Linked DNA regions of Mus musculus: region 1 is linked to region 2. The links are chromatin contacts, called in public Hi-C maps. All regions are on one chromosome and are shown on one strand. Each heading gives the region's core, a stretch centred on a gene start, on an enhancer-like site or on the middle of the called end of the contact. The rest is flanking DNA. Distances are from core to core; before and after follow the strand shown. Region 1 has its middle 69 kb from the start of Gm13575. Region 2 has its middle 35 kb from the start of Fign.

Region 1 (5,772 bases), core at 2,541-5,040, 330 kb before region 2:
TGCCTTTCTGGTTACATGTAAAACCTATCCTTTAAAGATAGTTCCGTAAAGGTCACTTTTTTAATGGTAAAAATAAAAGTATTTTGTTAATTGGAACATGGCTACCACTGCTTGTCCTATTTCCCGATGCTGTTGCTATTAGGAATGAAGTTTTGATTACCTACTGATCATCAAAAGCCAAATGAGTGCTTTGTTCTAATTAAAGCCTCGATAGATGTAATTCTGGTGCAACAGAGAAAGAACAGGAGGAGGCACTGACTGTAAGGCGGCTTCAGAATCACTGGGCGATCTCTGGTTTACTGTAGCATTTTGAATGTGCAACTTAATCTCCCCATGCTTTGGGGCTTCTTTTCTCCGGGTCAAGGAAGAAAAGCAACAGCAGTCACAGCCAGAGTGGGTGGCAGGACTTTGCCATTCTTATGGGATTTCCAAAGGACAGACAGTATTGTTGCATTCAGTGCTTTGAGCTATTAAACTAGCATGGGTATATGTGACTGGGTGTGTGTGTGTGTTTGTGTGTGTGTGTGTGTGTGTGTGTGTGTGTGTGTGTGTGTGTTACAAACTTTTAAACTTCCCACAGTTTGTGTCATTTCAGGGTATACCGTAGATGGTCAATAAATGTTTCAGTGAATTTGAATTGTCAATGATTTCTTTAGGAATTATGTCAGCTTCTAATATGCATTTTTAATAGTTTTACCTTACTGGCACAGAATGGTGTTCTTGGAACAGAAGAACAATTATAACTACTTTTTTCTGAAGAAAGCATTAAGTCTGAATGCCAAAACTCCTTGCTGCATAACAACCAGAAAGATAAATGTGCCCTTGGTTTTGATTCACAGTACATAGAGAAAGTGGAAGAACAGTTACAGAGAACTCTGGTCTCCAGCATCTTGTCAGCACTGGGATGGGAAAGGAGAAGGATGAAATAAAGACACTTTCCACCTCAAGGCAGACCTCCTGTAATTCATGTGACCCTCCACTCAAAGTGAGAACAAGGTATCAGGAGACTCAAGGTAGCTACTATGTCGACTTCATAAAGGTAGAAAAGTAAAATTGAGTCCCTCTTCAAAGGAGAATTTTTATATACACATAATTCTAGAGTATGCAGTGGGGACATAGAAAATATGACCAAGATAACAGGAACTCCTAGTCAACATTAATAACCACATATGAATGCAGTTGTCCCTGACTTTAAGTGACTTATAAGCTCTGCTATACATCCAAATTGTCTTAAGGTTGCTGAAATGCCAAGCCACTAAAAAATGTTTTCCTATTTTAGGTAGTTGATTGCAATCCATTTTTTGGAGGGGAAATACATATGTTGGGTTTTCAAGCTTTATACATCACATTTAGCTTAATATATAACCAAAGTTTCTTTTTGATATGTCATTCCCCCTTGTTGTGTGAAAAAAACTTTTACTTGCCCTTGGGAAATGCAACACACTTCTACTCAAGATGCAGATAAGGATTCCACAACAGACCAAGGTGTAGATACCACCAAAATCCAGTGAGTTTTATTGGGGTTATTTATAGGAATAAGGGTGAAGGGTTACTTACAGGAGAAGAAATGACTAAAAGACTGTATCACTAAAAACCTAGTCAAAGCTGGAATCCTGGAGTATACTATGAAGCTTGAAGGTGGTTCAATATGTTGGGGAATATCCTTTGTCCTTTCCAAGAAACTCTGGTCTAAACCTTTTTCTAGACAGGTGAGTTGGTTTCTGTTCTTCTAGTCAGCTGGTCTGCTTTGAGTTTTTAGCCTGTAGGTTTATTTGAAACTTCCTTAGAGCTTTCTTTCTTTCTTTTTTCCTTTTTCTTTTTTTCTTCTTTCCTTTACTTCTTTTCTTTCTTAACTCTGGCCTTAGTGAATCTGATCAATTTCAGGGACTTCCTGAAGCTGTTTCGAATAGTTTGCCTTCCTACATATGTAGTTTCTCTGTAGGATGAAATGCTTCAATCTTGGAAGAAGCTGTTACCCAATACCCCCCTTTATAAGCTGCCTGTGCTTAATATCAAAGAGTTTCAAAAGGCTCCCATTTTTAATTTGACAACCAAGAAAACAGAAGTTCACATCTTTACCTCTATGCTTCCTTAGAATCTCATGTTTGTATGTCTGGCTCTGAAGTTAATGTCACTTATGTGTATTTTCTCATGATTTTTCTGAGCAGAGGTTACATTTTATGTTCTTGGTTTTGAAGCTGAATAAAATTTTGTTCTCTTTGCTTTAACCATTTGTGATTCCATGTCTTATCATTGATCTATACAAGTGTGGGTGGCCTTGTCAGTAAAGGATCAACTAAAAGGTACATGAATCTCAGCAATCTGGCTGGCAGTGACATAATTTTATGTTAAAAATGGAAAAAATCAGTTTGAGCAAAGAAAGCACAATTTCTGCAAAAAAACCAAGCTAATCATTGCAAACTTATAAAATGTTATTTAAATGCCCCTTTGGGGCACCATCTGACAGAAATCACCTATGAGAATTGAATGAGTAGATCAGATATAGCACTTACTGATAGAAAAAAAAAGTGTCCTTTAAATCGACAGTTGCCACAGTGTTGGACAATGCGACCGAAGGAAATAATTTACATTATGAAGAGCTCAACAAACAAATCCTGTAAATAATACATGCTGAAGAGCAGCACACAGCTCCAGCAAGGCTTTTCTCAGAGAGACTGCGTTTAAAACATTTATTGGAGGCATATATTACAGTATATCACTTACTGGCTGGAAGCCATGCAATATGTGTCTTTACAAAAAAAATTACCTTGTAATATGAGCCCCTCCAAGGCATAATTATATAATAACGTTCTTATTGGGAAAACTGGAAGTAGGCCAAGCCTTGTCCAAATATAGTGAATGTCAGAGCCAAATTTATTATCCTTAGCTATTAACAGGAGAAGGCAGGTTTTGTTTACCAAGCCTAATTCTCTCCTAATTACAGCCACTATAAAATAATTACTATCCATGGGATAACAACACAAGACAGAGTGACTAACAGAAGAAACTGCAGGGGTTAGAAAACAGAGTGCAATCCTGTGTCATTTTGAACAGCTTGTGTACTGCCATGAACAAATTAACGGACTTCATTAAGGAATTATATTTTAAGAGTGGCTTTGCGGTGAAGCACCGAAGCAATTAATGCTTCCTATTTGGTCCTAGATCTGAGTTGCAGTGCGGTTTGAGACAGCAACTAAATTTTTTTCTTTTAATTTTTGATGTATCAGGTTTAATAGGATTACAAGCACATTACTGGGCAAGATAGTTAATGAGTGTTGAGAAAAACCTCTGTTTGGGACAAATGATCTGCGGCCCCTGCTAACTTGTTTCGTCTTTATGAGCTGATTTCTTACCGTGGTGATTTTAATAATCTACTAAAGACAAACGCCAACTTTTATCTAATTCCATTTCGCAACCTGCCCTTCTGTCCTCAACTCGGTTGGATCACGTTTTAGATGAAAGGGGTATTTTTTCAGAGAGGGCAGCGCTTCCCGCGTCTCGATTTGTGCCACAAAAATTGGGAACTTGAAATATTATTTCAATATTTCATATTTGCTTTCCACACAAATCAAAAAGGAGTATTATCTAGTTGAAACATGATGCCTCATTAAGTTCTCAATGTCGCCGGCTCCCGCATTCCCTCACTTCTTCCATCTCATCACAGTGCTCCAGAGATCGAAGGAAGCCTTGCTGCAGACCCTCAAACCCTTGAAAAGGAGGCAGTGGGATCGACCACTGTTCTGACTTCCTGTCCAGAACCGCCAGGGTGAAAGGCCAAGCTGCACTGTGCTGTGTGCGGCTCCTCCCTCCAGCTTCGAACTCCAAAGTACACTCACCTCAGAGTAGGAAAGAGGGCCCTGTTTTGGTGACTTGGTGGAAACATACAAACTCAGCACACTTGGGAAGTTGGTTTTAGATAGTGTTTTTAATAGGCCTCCAGATGGCCACATAAAAGCAAAAGGGTTATTATAGCAACTCCCAGCCGGGCCATTAGAGATAAAGGTGGGCCAGAATTTTCTTGAAAAAGAAAAAAAAATTCTTTTGAGGAGTACATGACCTGTTCTTCGGAGGAAAAAAAAATCTTCAGGGGATGTAGGGGACGGAATTCTAAATCCAGAAATTCAGTTTCGAATCGTAGTTACCTTTCCCAATGTTACATCATGCAAATCAAGTCGCTTATTTTAAAGTTGGAGTTTCAGCATGTAATCTTAGTCCTTCCCAATAATGCTGTGCAAGCTTCAGGTTCCTTTTTTTCCCCCTCTTTCCTCCTTTCCTTTTTTATTCTCTAGATACTGCACATTTCTACAGGGAAATAAAGTGAAGAAAGGAATAGGCAATAAAGAGATTCAGGAAAAACTTTTCATGTGGAAAAAAATGTCCTGTCTCAAACTATATATATATATATATATATATATATATATATATATATATATATATATATATATTGCACATGGCTTTTGAGCTGCGAGGTTGAAGGAGGACATGAAATGAAGGTCCCCCAGTGGCTGAACACCTCCTCATTGTACAATCAAAAGAGAAGCATTGAACGTCTCCTTTCTTTCCCTGCGGTCAGAAGCCACAGTAGCTCAGAGGTTGGAAATAGGACTGGCTGGCTTCACTTGGCTCAGCCATGTGATCTGATCTCCTCCATTCTTTTTTATTTTTTTCTGTAATTTTTTTTCAAAACTCTTCCACTATACACCAGTCACCATATTGTTCAAAGTTTTATTTGGGGGTCTCTGCCTGCACTCTAACACCACACGGGCACATACACAGTTGTTTGCCAGGAAGCAGAAAGACATGGTTACCCCCTAAAGCTGGCAGGTTTGTCTCTCTCCAGTCCTGTTCAACTTTCACTGTGAGTCAATTCCCCCCAGATTCCATGGGTAGCTAGCTCAGCTCGTTGGTGTGCCCCACTTTGAATGGTGTCTTTTCATCTTTTCTTGTGTCTCCTTGGGAATCTTGGTTAAAAGTTAGAGGAAGCAGTTTTAAGGATTACTATCCATCTCTTACTTTAAAATGAAGCATCTCTTAAAAGTTTCATTCCTGTTATTTTAAAATGTATTGAGGTATTTGAAAATACCTCAAGTTATGCAGTGAATATGCATATTTGCTGAGATTAAACAATTGTGATGCATGATCAAAAGTTTTAAATATTTCCTTCTTGCTTCTTTTTCCCAATAAAGCATTGCAATAAAGTGATGAGGTCTCCTTTGTTCCCAAAAGTGATACTGGGAATGCTCTCAAAATCCTCCACTTTTTTGCTGGAACAAAATAATCTCAAAATACTTGTGCTGCTTTCATATCCAAGTTTATTTATGCTGACTACATATGTATGTAATCATAAGAAGTGTTACATTGTTTTCAGATTTTAAATTCATGTGAATGCTGTATTTGAATTTTCACACACCATTGTATTTTCAACATGTATCCTTGTTCATGTGCATAGAATTAGCTCATTTATTTTAATTGCCAAATGGGCTTTCATTGTCATTATGATGATAACATAATTCATTGGTGCATTGTTCAAAAGAGAATTGGCCCCCTGTATTTTGTACTTTAGTGGATGAAAACAAACAATCCAATGTTTCATTGGTGGTGGGGTCACTTTGCTACTAAAAATAGTAAGGATATTTTGTTCATTTGAATGTTCTAAACTGTGTTTTACCATGCTGAAAAAAATGTGAATGACAACTTTAAGTCTTTCTAGTCACTCACATCCCTGTGCAGAGGCAGTCATTATGCACTAGTTTGACGAAGTAGCTGTAGAGA
Region 2 (6,108 bases), core at 1,008-3,507:
GGAGGAGAGGCCCTTGCTCCCGTGAAGGTTCTATGCCCAAGTGTAGGGGAATGCCAGGGCCAAGAAGCAAGAGTGGGTGGGTTGGGGAGCAGGGTGATGGCAGAAGGGATAGGGGATTTTCGGAGAGGAAATGGGAACAGGGATAACATTTGAAATGTAAATAAAGAAAATATCTAATAAAAAAGGAAAAGGCAGGTAGAGAGAAAGCAGAGCTGAGTGAGTGGGAGCCACTTCTCTTCGAGGAGGTTGTCTGAGGACAGAGACTCCACGGTGCTAAAATATTCATCTGATGAGTGAGTAAAGATGATGCTTGCCTTCACATCCTTCATCTCTAGCAAGGATATTTTGTCATAAGGACACGCTCACTGTGACTTCCTGTTGACTCGTGTTTACATCCCATGGTAAATAAATAGAAGGACTAAAAAAAAGTAAACAAGCAGCTGCCTTTCGATCAGATTGGGAAGGGGAGTTTGAAGTGAGAGGCAGCTCTGTGTTTTAATCAAGCACCTGAGATGCTTTCCCATGAATTGAAATTTTCTATCTAGAAGAAAGAATTCTGTAGCTGAATTTTTCTTTTGCTGTTGCTGTTTGCTTAAAATTTGAAACTGGGATTGTCTTCTCTCGTTTGGGGGAGGAGGGTCTGTGAGGCACCTAAGAATTGATAAAAAGAATGGGGGGAGGGTCACAAACAGTGTGTAGTTGATACAAAGTGTCTCCCTAAAAGTTAAAGGCTTGATCTTCAAGATCCAAGTCTGGTCAACACAAAGGGATGGGGTTATTAGGGCTCTGAGCTAATCAAATGTTTGATCCATTTACGGATGCCCATAGCTCACTGGCAATGCAGAATTTCTATAGAAGACACAGCATCAGTGAATGAAGATGGTCGCTACTATCATGGACTGGAATAATACCTTGGCCCCATTTCCTTGCTGGTACTATGTCCTGGATACCTGAGATGGAGGCTGTAGCATGCCCTTCCACCATGATGTTCTGCCTCATCATGGGCCATGAAACATCAGAATCAGCTGATCTTGGGCTTTTAAAGCCCCTGAGACCATAAACCAAACTGAATCTTCCTTCCTTTTAATGGTTTCTGCTAAGTATTAGTCAGAATGACAAAAAAAGGAATATCTTGTTAACACAAAGAATACATGTTGTAAGCAGGGAAATTGAGAGGGCCAAGAAAGTACTCTGTGAGCTTGAAGCATTTGGATGCCTTGATGCAGGAACGGAATGAATCACGATATGTCATATAAGACCATGTAGAGAGCCTGCAACTGCACCATCTGGGCTCAACTCAGTTTTCTCTTCTTTATTGTAGGTTGTAGAATGTGACATGCTCACTATTTCCTAAGAGATAATGGAATTCACAGCCTCCTTTCCTAGTATCCTCATGGATAAAGTAACTTCCAAAATTACATCTCATGCATATCATCACAACATGTTTTGTGTTACAAAGCTTTTCACTATCCATGCATGGGAATGCCTTCTGAGAGTGGAGTAAAAGGCCTTTCTCAGTGCTATTGACTTCTCAGTACTTTAGGTAAGTGTTCACATATTGTACATCTTACCCCCAAAGAACTCTGATATAGATTATATGGAAATAAATTCAATTCAAATTTAACATTAATTAAACCTTATTATTGCTGCATTGATTTGTAAGAGTGCGACTGCAATGAACAGTGTGGCTTTCAGCTTGTTACTTGATAGTCTGGCAATGACAAGGCAAGTGCAGAGAGGTTTCTCTTTTTAGTGAGGACTATGGGACAGCGATGAAAGTGCCTTGTTGTCTTTAGGATGCAGTTCTTCTCCTTCTGGTCTTAATGATGCATAACATGAAGATCATGTCTGTCACCAAATAGAAAGGCATCAAGTGAAATTCCTCAGAACTTAAAAAATACAGTTTACTTTTTCAACTTTTAAATTCGTTTTGACCACAATAAGCAATCTTCATTTAAAAAAATCAATCACTCTGTATCTAGTATTTGTTTATGACAGATAATTTTATGAGTGAAATTAATGAGTCCTTTGAGGTGATCTAGTCAAGCAATGACTTTGGACAAGGAAATGTAAAAGCTAATTTAAGTCTTGTATGGTAGACTCGGTAGAGCAAATGACTAAAAGGAAGAGGTTTCCAGTGACAGGTTGCTAGCACACTGGACTCCTGAGATTACTTCTCCTTCTGCACATGACGATACAGAGGCCCAGTTCATTCCACTGTCATGAAAATGGAGTGAAATCAAATGAAGCTGTAAGCATTTCCCAAACACTACGTTCTATTTACCCTCTGTACTAAAGAAACAAAGTCCTTGTCTTATTGAGACCTTGAATCTGTTAAATATCAACTTCCCTTTAATGATTAAATCTTTGCTGAGCTTTCATGTCAGGATGTTTGTATTAATTGAATAATGATTTATGGCACCTGTGTGCAGGTAGATTTGACGTTGTGATCTAAAAGCCACTTCATTAATTTACTGGGAAGAACCCAAAGCACATATGACTATCAAAACACTGCCTGTATAATCTATAGTTTACCTGATGCGTTATATAAATAGCACCAAAGAATTTACACTGCTGAATTATACGAGAAGGTACTCAGAATGAAACACTGTGAATTCCTTAGTTTTTGTTCACTCCAGGTAAGGTGAATAGTTTCTCTTGAGTCTCAGAAGCATGGCATTGTGAGCCTTGGTTAAGTAGACTTCTTGCCATTTCTTTTGCCGTTGTCCCCTGCTAACTTACCATACTCACGTTGTGTGTATTTCTATGATGAGTCTTTCTGCCCACTCCTTCTTCTACGCCTACACACAGACACACACACAGACACACACACACCTTTCCTTACCATTCTCCTCTTCCATGGTAAACTTCAAAAGTTAATGAAAAGCCATAATCTTACCATCTCCTAGCAGATCTTTATGGTGACACATTTCTCTGCTTACTTTGAGAAAAGGAGGAAGGGTCGTCAGAGATTATAGTCAAAAAAAAATCATAATCTGATGGTTTATAAACACCCTTCCCAAGCACAGGTCTCAACTCCACGTTTCCATAGTGACATTTCTGAGGCTTTCATTTTGGCTTTGAGGAAACTCCTCTAAGGGAATACCTCTTCACGGAAAGCTTAACAATAGAACCCAAGTTTCCAGTAATGGGGGGAGGGACAGAGGACCAGGAGGATGCTGGGTATGACCATGTGTGAATAAGACATGGTTGGCAAAAGTTTAAGCAGCGAGCTATTGAATAAATGAGTACAAGAACTAAACCTGGATCCCCTTTTAATTATAACTGATATAATTATATCATTTATTTCCCTTTTCTCTTTTTCCTTCAAACCCAATTTTTGTATCTTTAATATATAAATACAACCTGCTCATTCCATAGGGAGCTCTGAAAACTACAAAGATAGAAATTCCCATGTTGTCCCCATTCTGAGTTGTCACCTTGTAGATGGGGTCAGAAAGTTTGCTGTGTGGTTACTGGCCCAGTAGGATTCTATGTGTACTGTGGCTCTCACAGTATGCGTAGAGATAGGAAAGCTTGTTGAAAAAGTATATAAGAGCCTGCTGCTCTGTTTCTCCACACTCAGATGACCTTGGGTGATTCTTTCATTTTCTAAATCTCTCAGCACTTGAGAACTCAAATGCCTGTAAAGGATAAACACACTGATAATTAAAATACAAACTAAGAGTCACAACTTGGAAATGTAAATTCAGTAAGAATTTAGATGTGAGTGCTTCACATTTATTTATTTACTTGCTTACTTACTTACTGTTTTTCTGAGGTAAGTTCTTCTATGTTGCCCTCCACTGCCTGGAACTTGCCTCAGACACATGGGCGAAGGAACTTCTGACTCTGCTTCTGAATGCTAGCACTACAGACGTGCACCACCATGCTGGGCATGGACCAGACTAAAATTTCTAGTGTTCTAATGTTTTTGTCTACACAGGTTAGCACACAGTGCACCGGCAGCATCTGGATGGGAGTTTGTGGAGTTGGGTCATCACAGCACTTGTATGGCTGATAACCTCCCTTCCTTAGTGAATGTTTGAATGCCCTGGTGAGACAGACTAAGAAGGACCTAATTAGCCTGTACCATTCCTCCACTCTTTACGTTAGCACAGAGCCCCTTCCACATAAAGGAAATAATAAGAAAACCACTCTTGCCTGAACTTCCATTCAGTCCCAGTCATGAAGGCACTCACTTGAGCAGAGTGCATCCTTTGCTAAAGAATAAGGAAAACCAACACATTTTTCCCCGTATAAAAAAAAACACTGGCTGGGGTCAAGCTTCAAGTTACTAGCTGAGTTGTAGCCTAGTGTGGCTTATTAAATCGATTTGCCGAGAGACTACATGTTAAGCCACTTGGCTCATTGTAAAATCTGTTTTCTCCTCCCTAGAAAGTGCCACACATGTGAAGCCATAATGAGTTTAATTAAAGTCAATGGCAGCTAATAATTCAAGCCTTATAGATGCACTTTAGGAACAAACAAAATTCCAAAGTTGAAACATGAAAAGCACCACTTGAGTAAAAGTTTTAATCATGTACATAAAATAAAATCACTAATCATAGGCTGATGGAGTTGAAAGATACGGTTTCCGGAGTTGGACTGACTTCCAGCTGACTAGGTTGTTTTGTTTGGTACAAGTTAAAATCAGAGAAGGAAAGAGTGAGAGGGGGGATGGCAGGAGGAGAAGGGGAAGGAGAGGGGAAAAGGAAGGGGTGGGGGAGAGGAAGAGACAGTGTGTGTGTGTGTGTGTGTGTGTGTGTGTGTGTGTGTGTGTGTGTGTGTGTGTTGAGAGAGAGAGAGAGGAAATAACACACTTTTAGGAAGAAACCCAGCAGTATGTTATGTGTATTGAGTTCCTAATAAATATGAATTAAGTACAGTAATATAACATAAAGCTTGTGGAAGTTTTTTTTTTAATATGACATACAAAATGAAGAGTGAAAAAAACTGCAGCGGAAGATAGGCAAATAGAGGGTTAGTAGGAAAAGGGACAACTTCATTAGCTTCTGGTCTCTGATTCTCAAATAAAGCTAGATTGTTACCTCTTCCTAGAAAGACTTAATGTGAGTTATAATGAGATTAAATATTATGAAGAATTTATCACTTTTGCAGGATGTACTATTAAATGTCATGCATAATTGAAATAATAATTTGGAGGTGATTCATTTCTACAACAAATGGATCAAGTCTGGAAAGAGTTAAGAATTTTGGAACCTCTCAAGTCCAGAGAATTTGCACTCATTGAGGAGACTTAAGGAAAGAGATTCATCACTGCAGATCAGTTTGTTTGTTTATACTTTACAATAGACTATTATTCTGCATCCATACTGGCCCAAGTCATTTGCCTCTTTTGAAAGGAGTTTTCATATTAGGACTGCAAATGGGGAAATATGCACTGCATGGCCACCCTGAATATACTGAACATTCATGTGGACTTTTGTGATATGACTACAAGAAACAATAATGGCTGCTGACTTTTATAAGAAACCAAAATAATCATAAGGATACGTAAAATTAAAAAGACAAAGCAATCCATTTTGAAATGAGAAATCAACATTGTTTAAATCCTGATAAGACAAACACGAAATAAAATGTTATACCTGCAGGATAAAGAATGTTCTTGCCATTCAAGAGTGCCCCAGCACTATCTCACTTGAAAGGTAAATACTTGAAAGTCTGCATTCTAAAATATTTAAATTTAGATCAGTGTCACAAAACTCCAAATACCTCTTTGATTACATATTGATGTTTTAAGCTAAAATTATTATGTGTTGTTTATACACCTGAACATTTGGAACACATTCCTCATATTCCATCACGAAAATATTTTACATAATTTTTGAATAATAAATGATGAACTATGATCTTCTCCATGCACAGTAAATGTTAAATACTTCATTGTTTGCAGACATTAAGCCATAAGTGTTATTTGCGATCTTACAGAATCCTGACCCCTTTAAAAGCCAAATAGCACTACTGCAGGCCTTCCCTAGCAACTGTATTCATAATGGCAATCTCCTCCAGTCAGTCAAACTAAATAAACCATCAAGAATTCCAAGCTAGAAATGAGTTGTTGAGGGCTCCCGTTATCATGTCTGG

What was found. A called contact is a pair of places that touch in the nucleus more often than the background predicts.
Region 1: a Hi-C map of liver shows a contact between it and region 2, with 2.8 times the contacts expected there. The contact joins two enhancer-like sites. A contact is called at or near these places in 2 of 484 Hi-C or Micro-C datasets (cortical neurons and liver) and 1 of 115 datasets of contacts at active chromatin or transcription factors (liver).

Annotation. Positions count from the first base shown.
Region 1 is chr2:64,459,854-64,465,625 of GRCm38.p6, reverse strand. No RefSeq gene overlaps it. Among named protein-coding and RNA genes, the nearest start is that of Gm13575, 69 kb to the right of the region's middle. Within about 2 kb of position 3,790, at least 3 of the 459 cell types and tissues checked have an H3K27ac peak or open chromatin away from gene starts, as enhancers often do. A contact at or near this core is called in liver, where this site is marked.
Region 2 is chr2:64,129,965-64,136,072 of GRCm38.p6, reverse strand. No RefSeq gene overlaps it. Among named protein-coding and RNA genes, the nearest start is that of Fign, 35 kb to the right of the region's middle. Within about 2 kb of position 2,257, at least 2 of the 459 cell types and tissues checked have an H3K27ac peak or open chromatin away from gene starts, as enhancers often do. A contact at or near this core is called in liver, where this site is marked.